Regions from separate parts of the Mus musculus genome. Here all the other regions are linked to region 1. A link is a contact called in public ChIA-PET, Micro-C and promoter capture Hi-C data. All regions are on one chromosome and are shown on one strand. Each heading gives the region's core, a stretch centred on a gene start, on an enhancer-like site or on the middle of the called end of the contact. The rest is flanking DNA. Distances are from core to core; before and after follow the strand shown. Region 1 holds the start of Cep72 (centrosomal protein 72). Region 2 holds the start of Slc12a7 (solute carrier family 12, member 7). Region 3 holds the start of Tert (telomerase reverse transcriptase). Region 4 has its middle 25 kb from the start of Slc6a19.

Evidence for each region. Promoter capture Hi-C pulls out the DNA fragments that hold promoters and counts their contacts. Hi-C and Micro-C count contacts between places; a contact is called where the count stands out from the background. ChIA-PET counts read pairs in DNA pulled down with a chosen protein or histone mark.
Region 2: a contact with region 1 is called in a Micro-C map of embryonic stem cells, with 5 times the contacts expected there. The contact joins the promoter of Slc12a7 here to the promoter of Cep72 in region 1. A contact is called at or near these places in 2 of 39 promoter capture datasets (cranial neural crest and pre-B cells), 5 of 484 Hi-C or Micro-C datasets (Sertoli cells, embryonic stem cells, muscle stem cells and 1 more), 3 of 115 datasets of contacts at active chromatin or transcription factors (embryonic stem cells, microglia and pancreatic cancer cells) and 1 of 9 other capture datasets (adipose tissue).
Region 3: a contact with region 1 is called in a promoter capture Hi-C map of embryonic stem cells, with 2.5 times the contacts expected there. The contact joins the promoter of Tert here to the promoter of Cep72 in region 1. A contact is called at or near these places in 5 of 39 promoter capture datasets (the 3T3-L1 cell line, cranial neural crest, embryonic stem cells and 2 more), 1 of 115 datasets of contacts at active chromatin or transcription factors (large pre-B cells) and 1 of 9 other capture datasets (adipose tissue).
Region 4: an RNA polymerase II ChIA-PET map of memory CD8 T cells shows a contact between it and region 1, with 6 read pairs. The contact joins the enhancer-like site here to the promoter of Cep72 in region 1. A contact is called at or near these places in 4 of 39 promoter capture datasets (cranial neural crest, embryonic stem cells and second pharyngeal arch cranial neural crest), 3 of 115 datasets of contacts at active chromatin or transcription factors (embryonic stem cells, memory CD8 T cells and pancreatic cancer cells) and 1 of 9 other capture datasets (embryonic stem cells).

The regions. Positions count from the first base shown.
Region 1 is chr13:74,060,936-74,063,635 of GRCm38.p6, forward strand. It overlaps Cep72 (centrosomal protein 72), which reads right to left and starts at 1,350. Exons shown (of 12, transcript NM_028959.3): 1 at 1,249-1,350. The coding sequence starts at 1,327.
Region 2 is chr13:73,762,387-73,765,086 of GRCm38.p6, forward strand. Slc12a7 (solute carrier family 12, member 7) reads left to right here and starts at 1,311. Exons shown (of 24, transcript NM_011390.2): 1 at 1,311-1,504. The coding sequence starts at 1,381.
Region 3 is chr13:73,625,602-73,628,301 of GRCm38.p6, forward strand. Tert (telomerase reverse transcriptase) reads left to right here and starts at 1,310. Exons shown (of 16, transcript NM_009354.2): 1 at 1,310-1,647; 2 at 1,750-2,700. The coding sequence starts at 1,429. RefSeq lists a promoter at 1-1,399 and enhancers at 1,069-1,088, 1,229-1,249.
Region 4 is chr13:73,724,170-73,726,869 of GRCm38.p6, forward strand. No RefSeq gene overlaps it. Among named protein-coding and RNA genes, the nearest start is that of Slc6a19, 25 kb to the left of the region's middle. Within about 2 kb of position 1,337, at least 37 of the 459 cell types and tissues checked have an H3K27ac peak or open chromatin away from gene starts, as enhancers often do. A contact at or near this core is called in memory CD8 T cells, where this site is marked.

The DNA.
Region 1 (2,700 bases), core at 100-2,599:
ACACATAATTCGTTAAAAAGACATCCCTAAAGAATAAAAATGTGAGCAATCACTAAATAATTTGGAGGTCTAAGAAGATACCTAAAGGGATATTTGAAAAGCATATTAAAATCAATGAAAATTAGAACCAGTCATGGTGGCAACTGCCTGCAATCCTAGCCACTTGAGTGTCGGACTAAAATTCCAAGGCCAGGTTCCGTTAAAAATGGAGATCAAGGTCATCTTGGCTTAATAACACACTTGAAAAATTAAAAAAACGTTTGGGGTGAAGTCCCATGACAGGGCATTTGCTTAGCATATGCAAAGCCCTATGTTCTATCTCCAGTACCTTAACACACAGTAGAAATATAAACACTAACAAATGTGTTAGTGTGTGCAGCTATGTGATACGTAAAGAGAAATGTACAGATTAAGAGATTTAAATTATAAAACAAGCTTTAATCCACACGTTTCACTTCTAGAATCTAAAGAGGAAAATAAATGCAAAGCAAGCACAGAGAAAAAGGTAAAATTTAAAAACAGTGAAGACAAATCAACCAACCCAAAAGTGGTGTCTTTGGCATGACCAAAAACCGTATATCTCCAACATGACTGAAAGATAGAGCCAGATTAAGTACCATTTATGAAAATGGGGAATATCCCTACAGGCCCCACAAGCATTAATAAAATAGTAAGAGAATGCTGTAGTCAGTTCTATGTAGATATGGTTGACAATCAAGAAAAAACGATTTAGATAACGAAAATGCACTCTAGGTGAAACCACTATAAGTTTAAAAATCGTAATCGAATTTAAAAAATGGTAATCGAAAATCTTCAACAATGGAAAATTCTAGGCCTGCGTGGTTTCCCTGTCAAAGTCCAGGGGAAAAAAGTTAAAAAGGAAAAAAAAAAAATCACAACACAAATTCCGCACGATCTCTTGCTCAAAACGTAATGGGGCCTTGATGTCCAAACCATATAAAAAGAGACCTGCATCTTCATAAGCGAAATGCCATGTAGGAACCCAGGAAGACAGATGAAAGCTGCTGCAAAAAAGAAGCGGGGGGCTCAGCCTGACCGCGGTCCCACAGAAAACCCAGGCCGCGTCCACCGGCTCTCCAGGACCTTAGCCACGCCCTTCCCCACAAACCCGCCCAGCCGGCCCCGCCTCCTTGCCCCACGGGCCGAGACCGTTTGTGGTCAAGTGCCATTCGCACGGAGGCAGAGCTATCAGGCCCGGCAGGCCAACCCAGTCTGTCCCCCACGCACCCAGGTCGCGGTGGGGACCCAGGCCGCTGCGCTCTCGTACAGTCTCTTCACACAAAACCAACCGCTGGCCTGGCGCCATGTTTTCAAACCGGACGCTGGCGCGCGGCGCCTGCGCTGTGACGTGATCTGGAACGGGCGGGCGGGACCAAGCCTGCAAGGGGCGGGCCCAGGAGGGTGGGCGGAGCTTCGGCTGTGTTTAAAACTTTCTTTGGGACAGGTTCACCCAAGCCATCCTAATCCGCTGAGCTCTGAGTGCAACCTCACCCTGCTCTGGCTCCTCCCCAGGACAACCCCATTGCGTTCAGTGCGGTTTGTGGAAACAGCTGTTAGTGCCCGGGGCATTCGCACCTACTCCCACTTCCATTCATTTCCTACTCCCTCCAGGAGCCTTCTCTCCTAAGGTTTCTTCCTGTCCCAGCCCCTGAGATGCTCCCCCCCCCCCCCCCCGCCAACCCCCACGCACTTCCAAAAGTTCTCATCATGTGGCTGGAGAGACAGGCTGTGTGCAAAAAAAAAAAAAAAAAAAAAAAAAAATTTCTCCTAACTAAGACACATTGAAAGTCCTTTCATCAAACCTGGGGTCTACTAATAACTTCCAGGCATTGGAGAGATAACTAAGCTTTTCAGAAGCAAATTAAGGCTTGTATGCTTGCCATCTAAGACATGTGGCGCCTCAGGACACAACACAGATTTCAATCACCCTCTCTTATTCTATTTTCTCTGACCAAGATCAGAGTCCAAGTGGGACCTTGGGGAGACGGATGGTCTGTCAGGGACAGACCCAAGACCAGCTTTTCTACTGCAATGAAAGTGCCAGTAGAAACTTGGGAAGTAACGTTTCTGTTTACTAACGTTTTACATCTTCACTGAAGAAAGAGGGACAAGGATTAGCTTTGCACCCTGCAAAGATTCCTACAAGCCTATGATTTCTTACAAGCCTCAGTAAAAGGTTATGCTAATGATTAATTACTACCAAGTACTCTTTCCGGTGGTTTATTAAATACCATCTGCCGTGGTAACATTAGACTGTGGCCAAACCTACATGCATTTAAGCTGTTTTATGTCCTTAAGTTCCATTTGAGGTGTTTAGGAGTGAGCCAGCAGCACTTGAACTTGATTTGGTGCTGGTGAAGACACAGAGCAAGGAACAGTGTTGTGACTCGGAGATAGAGATGATGAGCCAGGCTGGGTCACATCAGGAACAATCCCTTCTGCCTCATAGTTCATAAAGCTTTCCCAACTAGACCTGGAGGTTAGCAGGAACCTTCCTTAGCTGGAGTCCCACAGCCTGGTCTTCCCTACTACCTGGAGAGTTGGCAGGCAGTCCTACCCAGAACATTCTGTTGATCTCACATACACACCCCCCCCCCATGCTGCTCCCAACCTTGGCATTCATCAGCTGTCTGAGATGGGGTAAGAAGAGCCACTGTTGCCATGTATAAGGCTTGTGCT
Region 2 (2,700 bases), core at 61-2,560, 300 kb before region 1:
ATAAGAGGCCATTCCTGAGTGGCCCATGTTTCCCCCAAGCTCCTTCCTGGCAGAGGGCAGAAAGCCGGCCATACTGGGTACAGTTGGGCTTTCCCAGAAATGGCTTTTCTGAGTTAGTTTCAAAATGTTTTATTCTCATCGGTAGGATATGCAAATCCCTTTAACTCCCGTATCTCAGCCTATCCCAGCGGTGTCACTGGTCCGGCAGCTGCCTTCCAGTCCGTGTCCCTGATTGAACTGGGCCAGGCCACCTGGCTGGCCCTGTTCCACAGGTTGTGAGCAGCTCTAGGCATATCACCTGTGTTTCTCTTTGACCATCTAAAACAGTTTTGGGTGACTTGTTGCACCTGGGGGCTATGGCTTTTTGTAGGATGTGTTGGGTATGATACCCTAACATTTTAGTTCCATTCTCTCTTGAAGAATATTTGTTTCCAGTTTTTCACCAGTCTTTCATTGAAAATGCACAAGGTCCTGAAATTCCGGAAGATCTGTGACTTCCACCATGTGGTGTTCTGGAACTCTTTGCTCGGATCTTCCTGTCACTACTACCTTCGGAATTTACCTGCCCTTGGAGCCAAAGGGAGGAACTGCCACCCTCCAAGTTTGGGCTGCAAGGGTTCCCCAGGTTGGATCGTGGAACACTCCTGCCAGCAGGTACAAAGAGTCTCGGGCTTGGCTGGCTAGGCCTGTCCCAGAGCCCAGTGACCTTCTTGGGTGGGATTACTTAACCCCAGGGTGCACAGCGTCCCCTGATTGGCCATTACTCCCTGGCCTAGGTTAGCAGCCTGACCTGGTCAGGGCCTGGGCCCAGATCACCAGCGTTGGTGGAGATGAGGAGCTGCAAACTGAGAGAAAGGAGCCATGACCTGTGGGGTGGTGGGAGAAGAGCCCCACGGGAGTTTGGAATGAGAATGGAAGAACTGAAGCTGTGGAAGTGGTGAATGACAGGCTCTTGGAGGGCGGGAGGGCTCTGAGCCTGTGTTGTGAGTAGGAATGGGAGGAGGACGCGGTCCTGCGGGGAGGAACTGGTGTCTCTTATGCTGAGGGAGGTCTGCATCTGTGGGCAGTTCATTCAGCGGTGGCCTCTAGGGGTTGGGTTTGTGCGTACCGAGTCCTTGAGGGTACAGGGCTCTGGCGGGGCAACCCTGAGACTGTGGCTACAGGGGCGGAGTTTTAAGGGGTGGAGCGTCTGGTGGGCGTGGTCGTTCCGGAAGCCTCCCGACCCCGCCCCGGGCAAACTTTTCCCGAGCCGTGGGGGCGGGCAGGTGAGGTCACGTGGCGGGCAAGGGCGGGCCGGGCGGACCCCGCCCCTACGCCGGAGTCCGGCGGCTGCTCTGGAGCAGCGTGTGGCTGCGAGGGACAGCAGAGTCTAACGGAGCCATGCCCACGAACTTTACGGTGGTGCCGGTGGAGGCGCGCGCCGACGGCGCCGGGGACGAAGCTGCTGAGCGCACGGAAGAACCCGAGTCTCCCGAGAGCGTGGATCAAACCTCCCCTACGCCGGGTGAGCTTGGCCGCACCTGCAACGGGACAAAGGCAGAGGCTGGGCCCTTCTGCTGCCGCTGGGCCGCTCTGACTCGTTGGTTGGCGGCGGCCCGCGCGGCGCGTAGCGGGGCGATGGGAAGGGGTCAGAAGGGCCAACTGGTATCTGCCTGGCTCGGAGGAGTGACCCGAGACCGGGAGAGGATTCTTGGGCTGGTGGTTTGTTGGCCCTGTTCGTTCAGTTTCTTGAATTCAGTGCTCTGCTCCTTGCTTGAGGCGCCCGCTGCATATCTCCCTGTTGGCCTGACTCAGTCAGCCCTGGGGGCGCGGTTCCCACCTCTCTGCATGGCCTGACTGGAGCATCGAGGCTGGAGCACCGGAAACTACTTGGTTTGGCAACTCTGACGGGACTAGGGAGGAGTTGCAGAGCTACTGGAGGTACCTATGGAACGGGAAGGCCCAGGTGTCTAGGTGGTACCTGGGAGAGCTGGAGGTACAGACCCCTGGATGGGTGATCTCACTGACGGACAGCTTCCTCTGGGCAAGCTTTCTTTTGCTCCAGGATGGCCCAGTGTGGTCAACCGATAAATCCGACTGGGATCCCAGATCTGCCTCCACTGACCTTGGACCAGCCAAACTTCCCTTGGGATCTTAGAGGAAGGACAGAGGCCCGTGTAAGCCTGGGGAGGGGGCTGCGCACTCTGAGCGCGGGCTTCTCTTTGCTGCTCTTTGTTCCTTGGATCCGGAGCTCTCTGGCACTTTCACTTTCCACGGGGTGGTGATGGGCCTGGGAATCTCTCTCCATCCTACTTCTCAGCACCCTCTCTGCTGATGGCAAGTCACCTTGAACTGACTGCTTCCTCCCTGTTCCAACTCTCTTCTAGACCTAGATCCTAATAGGCCCTAATAGGTGAGAGGACCCAGCACAGACCTACAGCTGCAGCTGGCCTTGCACCTACCCCAAGTTTTACATTGGAGGTTTGGGCTCCAGGTTCTGGGTCTGGAAGGAAAAGAGGGTGCAATCCTCAAGAGATGGACGGATCTTTTATATATGGCATCAGAGCTTTTGCTGCTCAGAATACAGGCAGTAGAAACTGCGCTTCCTCTAGTCCATACTTTTAGGAGCCTGCATTCATAGACTAGGAGTGCTGGCCCGGAAGTGGCCTAGCCCAGGTCCGCAGCCTGCCTGTCTCACTCTGTGACCCTCTCCATGAGATG
Region 3 (2,700 bases), core at 60-2,559, 440 kb before region 1:
AGTGTGCACCACCATGCCCCGCGATATTCTTATTTTTGAGACTGTTTTCTATGCTGGTTTCTTTGGGGAACTACACTAAGGTAGCTTACAAGTGTGCACCACCATGCCCCGCGATATTCTTATTTTTGAGACTGTTTTCTATGCTGGTTTCTTTGGGGAACTACACTAAGGTAGCTTCATTGTTGGCATAAATTTCTCAGTTCAGGCCCATATCTCCTAAGTAGCAGAACTAAGCAAATCTCAAACAAACCCCTCAAAAAGACTGATGTCCACTAAACGGACTTCTAAAATAGCTCCTGTAATCCTGAGCATTTACAAGGCGGCAGACCTCCTATAAGGGAGTAAATATGAAAACGCGCCTGTTCAAATGCTAGGTCGGTGGATAGAAGCAATTTCCTCAGAAAGCTGAAGGCACCAAAGGTTATATTTGTTAGCATTTCAGTGTTTGCCAAACTCAGCTACAGTAGAGATCACAGATTCCCTATTTCCCAGAGATTCAAAATTCAGCAGCCCCTCTCTAACTATGGCTCAGAGTCGTGTCATTACATATGCCCCAACAACAACCCCCACCCCTATCCTACCCCCGCCTCACACGTGCAAGTACTATCACAGTTGCCAACCTAGCAGAGCTGCCATCCTAAGGTCGAGGTCGCCGCTTTGGCTGTGTGCACAGGCAAGCGCCCTCACCCAATGGCCCTGGCCTTGCTATGGGTGCGTGAGTTGAGATGATGCTCTGGACTCTGAGGTGAAGGCCACTGGAACAGTGAAAAAAGCTAACGCAGGGCTTTTACCTAGTCCCCTTCCTTTGGTGGTGGGTGTTTACGGAACATATTTGGGATCTGAGTGTATGGTCGCACCACAATAAAGCCTTAACCTATATAGTAGAATTTCAGCTGTAATCATTAAGAACTGAGATTGCCACCACCCACCTCACTGTCTGTGTCAACCACAGCAGGCTGGAGCAGTCAGCTCAGGAACAGGCAAAACCTTAGGTCCCTCCGCCTACCTAACCTTCAATACATCAAGGATAGGCTTCTTTGCTTGCCCAAACCTCGCCCCAGTCTAGACCACCTGGGGATTCCCAGCTCAGGGCGAAAAGGAAGCCCGAGAAGCATTCTGTAGAGGGAAATCCTGCATGAGTGCGCCCCCTTTCGTTACTCCAACACATCCAGCAACCACTGAACTTGGCCGGGGAACACACCTGGTCCTCATGCACCAGCATTGTGACCATCAACGGAAAAGTACTATTGCTGCGACCCCGCCCCTTCCGCTACAACGCTTGGTCCGCCTGAATCCCGCCCCTTCCTCCGTTCCCAGCCTCATCTTTTTCGTCGTGGACTCTCAGTGGCCTGGGTCCTGGCTGTTTTCTAAGCACACCCTTGCATCTTGGTTCCCGCACGTGGGAGGCCCATCCCGGCCTTGAGCACAATGACCCGCGCTCCTCGTTGCCCCGCGGTGCGCTCTCTGCTGCGCAGCCGATACCGGGAGGTGTGGCCGCTGGCAACCTTTGTGCGGCGCCTGGGGCCCGAGGGCAGGCGGCTTGTGCAACCCGGGGACCCGAAGATCTACCGCACTTTGGTTGCCCAATGCCTAGTGTGCATGCACTGGGGCTCACAGCCTCCACCTGCCGACCTTTCCTTCCACCAGGTGGGCCTCCAGGCGGGATCCCCATGGGTCAGGGGCGGAAAGCCGGGAGGACGTGGGATAGTGCGTCTAGCTCATGTGTCAAGACCCTCTTCTCCTTACCAGGTGTCATCCCTGAAAGAGCTGGTGGCCAGGGTTGTGCAGAGACTCTGCGAGCGCAACGAGAGAAACGTGCTGGCTTTTGGCTTTGAGCTGCTTAACGAGGCCAGAGGCGGGCCTCCCATGGCCTTCACTAGTAGCGTGCGTAGCTACTTGCCCAACACTGTTATTGAGACCCTGCGTGTCAGTGGTGCATGGATGCTACTGTTGAGCCGAGTGGGCGACGACCTGCTGGTCTACCTGCTGGCACACTGTGCTCTTTATCTTCTGGTGCCCCCCAGCTGTGCCTACCAGGTGTGTGGGTCTCCCCTGTACCAAATTTGTGCCACCACGGATATCTGGCCCTCTGTGTCCGCTAGTTACAGGCCCACCCGACCCGTGGGCAGGAATTTCACTAACCTTAGGTTCTTACAACAGATCAAGAGCAGTAGTCGCCAGGAAGCACCGAAACCCCTGGCCTTGCCATCTCGAGGTACAAAGAGGCATCTGAGTCTCACCAGTACAAGTGTGCCTTCAGCTAAGAAGGCCAGATGCTATCCTGTCCCGAGAGTGGAGGAGGGACCCCACAGGCAGGTGCTACCAACCCCATCAGGCAAATCATGGGTGCCAAGTCCTGCTCGGTCCCCCGAGGTGCCTACTGCAGAGAAAGATTTGTCTTCTAAAGGAAAGGTGTCTGACCTGAGTCTCTCTGGGTCGGTGTGCTGTAAACACAAGCCCAGCTCCACATCTCTGCTGTCACCACCCCGCCAAAATGCCTTTCAGCTCAGGCCATTTATTGAGACCAGACATTTCCTTTACTCCAGGGGAGATGGCCAAGAGCGTCTAAACCCCTCATTCCTACTCAGCAACCTCCAGCCTAACTTGACTGGGGCCAGGAGACTGGTGGAGATCATCTTTCTGGGCTCAAGGCCTAGGACATCAGGACCACTCTGCAGGACACACCGTCTATCGCGTCGA
Region 4 (2,700 bases), core at 87-2,586, 340 kb before region 1:
CTGCCATCCTGGCTGCCCCATGCTCCCACCTCAATACTGCATCAGTAGGCTCCTGTCACAGAGTCTTCTTGTCCACTCACCCAGAAATCTTAGGTGTGAGCTTGGATATCCAGGGCACTGGTGGACTATCAAAAAGATGTGTCTTGTTGTAGGGCGGGCCTTCTTCAGGGAGGCCATAGCCAGGAGCTGAGCAGCTGACCTAAGAGTTGTGTAGCCAGGGATGCAGCATTGATCTCTCTTGAGAGCTTCTGGGTATTGTGACCTTGAGATTCTCTAAGATAGATACTGAGTTCTCAAATACCTGTAATGTGCCTACTGACAGCCAAATCCTGGTCACCACTGCTCAGTAAACCCAGGCAATGACCCAGCCACCTTCACTGACCACACCGTGTCTCCCATAGGTAGACCCATCCTGAACAGACCTTGCCTGATCCCACCAGCACCCATACCCCACTCTGACCAAGTTCCTTTTCACAGTCACTGGGAAAATGCCACCACATCGTGTAGGTGCTGAGCAAGAGCAGAGAGGGGCAGCTGAGATGCTCCAGCACCTCTTAGAAAGACAGGAGTTGGGGCTGGCTCAGAGGGTAAGAGCACCTTCTGCTCTTCCAGAGGTCCTGAGTTCAATTCCCAGCAACTACATGGTGGTTCACCCTCATGAAATACCTTCTTCTGGTGTGTCTGAAGACAGCTACCATGCACTCATATAAATAAAATAAATCTTAACTGAAGATTTTGACTTTTGAGAGAGAGGAAGAGAGACAGAGACAGAGACAGAAACAGAGACAGAGCGCACTGACTGCTCTTCCAGAGATCTTGAGTTCAATTTCCAGCAGACACATGGTAGTTCACAACCACCTGTAATGGGATCTGATGCCCTCTTCTGGTGTGTCTGAAGACAACAACAGTGTACTCATACAAAATAGATAAATAAATCTAAAAAAAGAAGGAAGGAAGGAAGGAAGACAGACAGGCGGACAGACAGAAGTTTATAGCTAGGACTGTGATACATCAAGAAAACATTTGGGATGTTCTAACTGACCCTGGCCACATACATCTACAAGGTTATATCTTTTTGCCAGTCTCATGAATGAGAATATATATATATATATATATATATATATATATATATATATATATATAGTGTGTGTGTGTGTGTGTGTGTGTGTGTGTGTGTGTGAAAGTACCTTTTATTCACCTGATATAATTGACTCAGAGGCTTACTGAGTCTGCCTAACCTAGTCCTAATCGTGGAAGCGTCTAGCCTCCGTAAACCTTATCTAGTCCTAGAGTGTTTTCAGTCTCTGAGACTTGCGGCTGAACATGCTCACCACTTCCTACTTCTTTCTGATCTCTGACTGGCTGATTTAACTCAGCCATTCTGCCTCAGACTCCTCTCCACGCTGACTGAGTCTATCTGACTTTTTTCTTGCCTTCTCCTGAATTGATCTGCTTGGCCTCACACTGACTTTGGCAGTATGTTCTAATCTTCTAGCTCCTTCCCATTCTCTGGCTCATCCCATCTTCACCTGTGTCTAGCTTGTTCTCTCTCTGCAACATGTTTCTGTACAACTGTCTGGTAAAACTGCCTCCCTTCTCTCTCTGCACTGCTCTCTCTTAAGTAGCCTTTCTTTTCACTCTGCTCTCGTGACAGGCATATCCTATTGTCTAAGCTCTCTCTAATTCATCACTTTTCTGCTTTTTAATTAGACATCACTTTCAAACACGGGTGCTTCCTTCTACAAACTAACTTTACTTTCATTATTTGGGATTAAAGGTGTGTGCTAAGAGTGTGTCTGTATTGCAGCCAGAGGGATTAAAGGTGTGTGCTAAGAGCCTGTCTGTATTCCAGTCAGAGTAGCCATGTTGTTGGATTAAAATCCTTGTACAATACCAAAAGAAAAACTACCTGTAGGCTATAGGGATACCCACCCAGAACTCATTTGAACATAGCCTGTCTCTGTTCCAATGCTCAGGAAAGCTCAGGCCCCTACCTGCTGTGGCCCCCGTAGCTGGTAAGAATCTTCTGGAGGCAGAAAGGAAGGAAGCACCAGCTCTCCTGGGCCTCCTTCATGGCCAAGTGTCAGATACAACCAAGATACTAGCTGACTCCTTCCAGTGTCTCAAGAATGAATGTGTTCCATTGGTTTGACTCTAAGTTTAGAGCTCATTTTAAAGAGAAGTTTAGAATTACAGAATTTAGTGGACAGAACAAGGCAGATCCCACTTGTCTGTCTCCCCCACCTTTTCCCCATTGTTCCAGTGAATTCACAGAAAAAAGCCACACCTTTGATAAATATTCGAAATGCTATTTAGCTGACTAAAGTGTCTTGAGTTTTGGAGATTTGGAGTGTTGTAGCTCTGGAGTCAAATTATCCTGGGCTATCTTTTTTTTTAAAAAAAAAACATTGTTTTCTTTTACTTTTAAGATTTTATTTATTTATTATATGTAAGTACACTGCAGCTGTCTTCAGACACACCAGAAGAGGGAGGGCATCAGATCTCCTTACAGAAGGTTGTGAGCCACCATGTGGTTGCTGGGACTTGAACTCAGGACCTTCAGAAGAGCAGTCGGGTGTTCTTACCCGCTGAGCCATCTTACCAGTCCCTGGGCTATCTTTAATATGCTTAATACTTAGTTACTCACCACCTCTGTGTCACACATAATGTCCTTATGACTATTAGATAAATTCTTGCAAT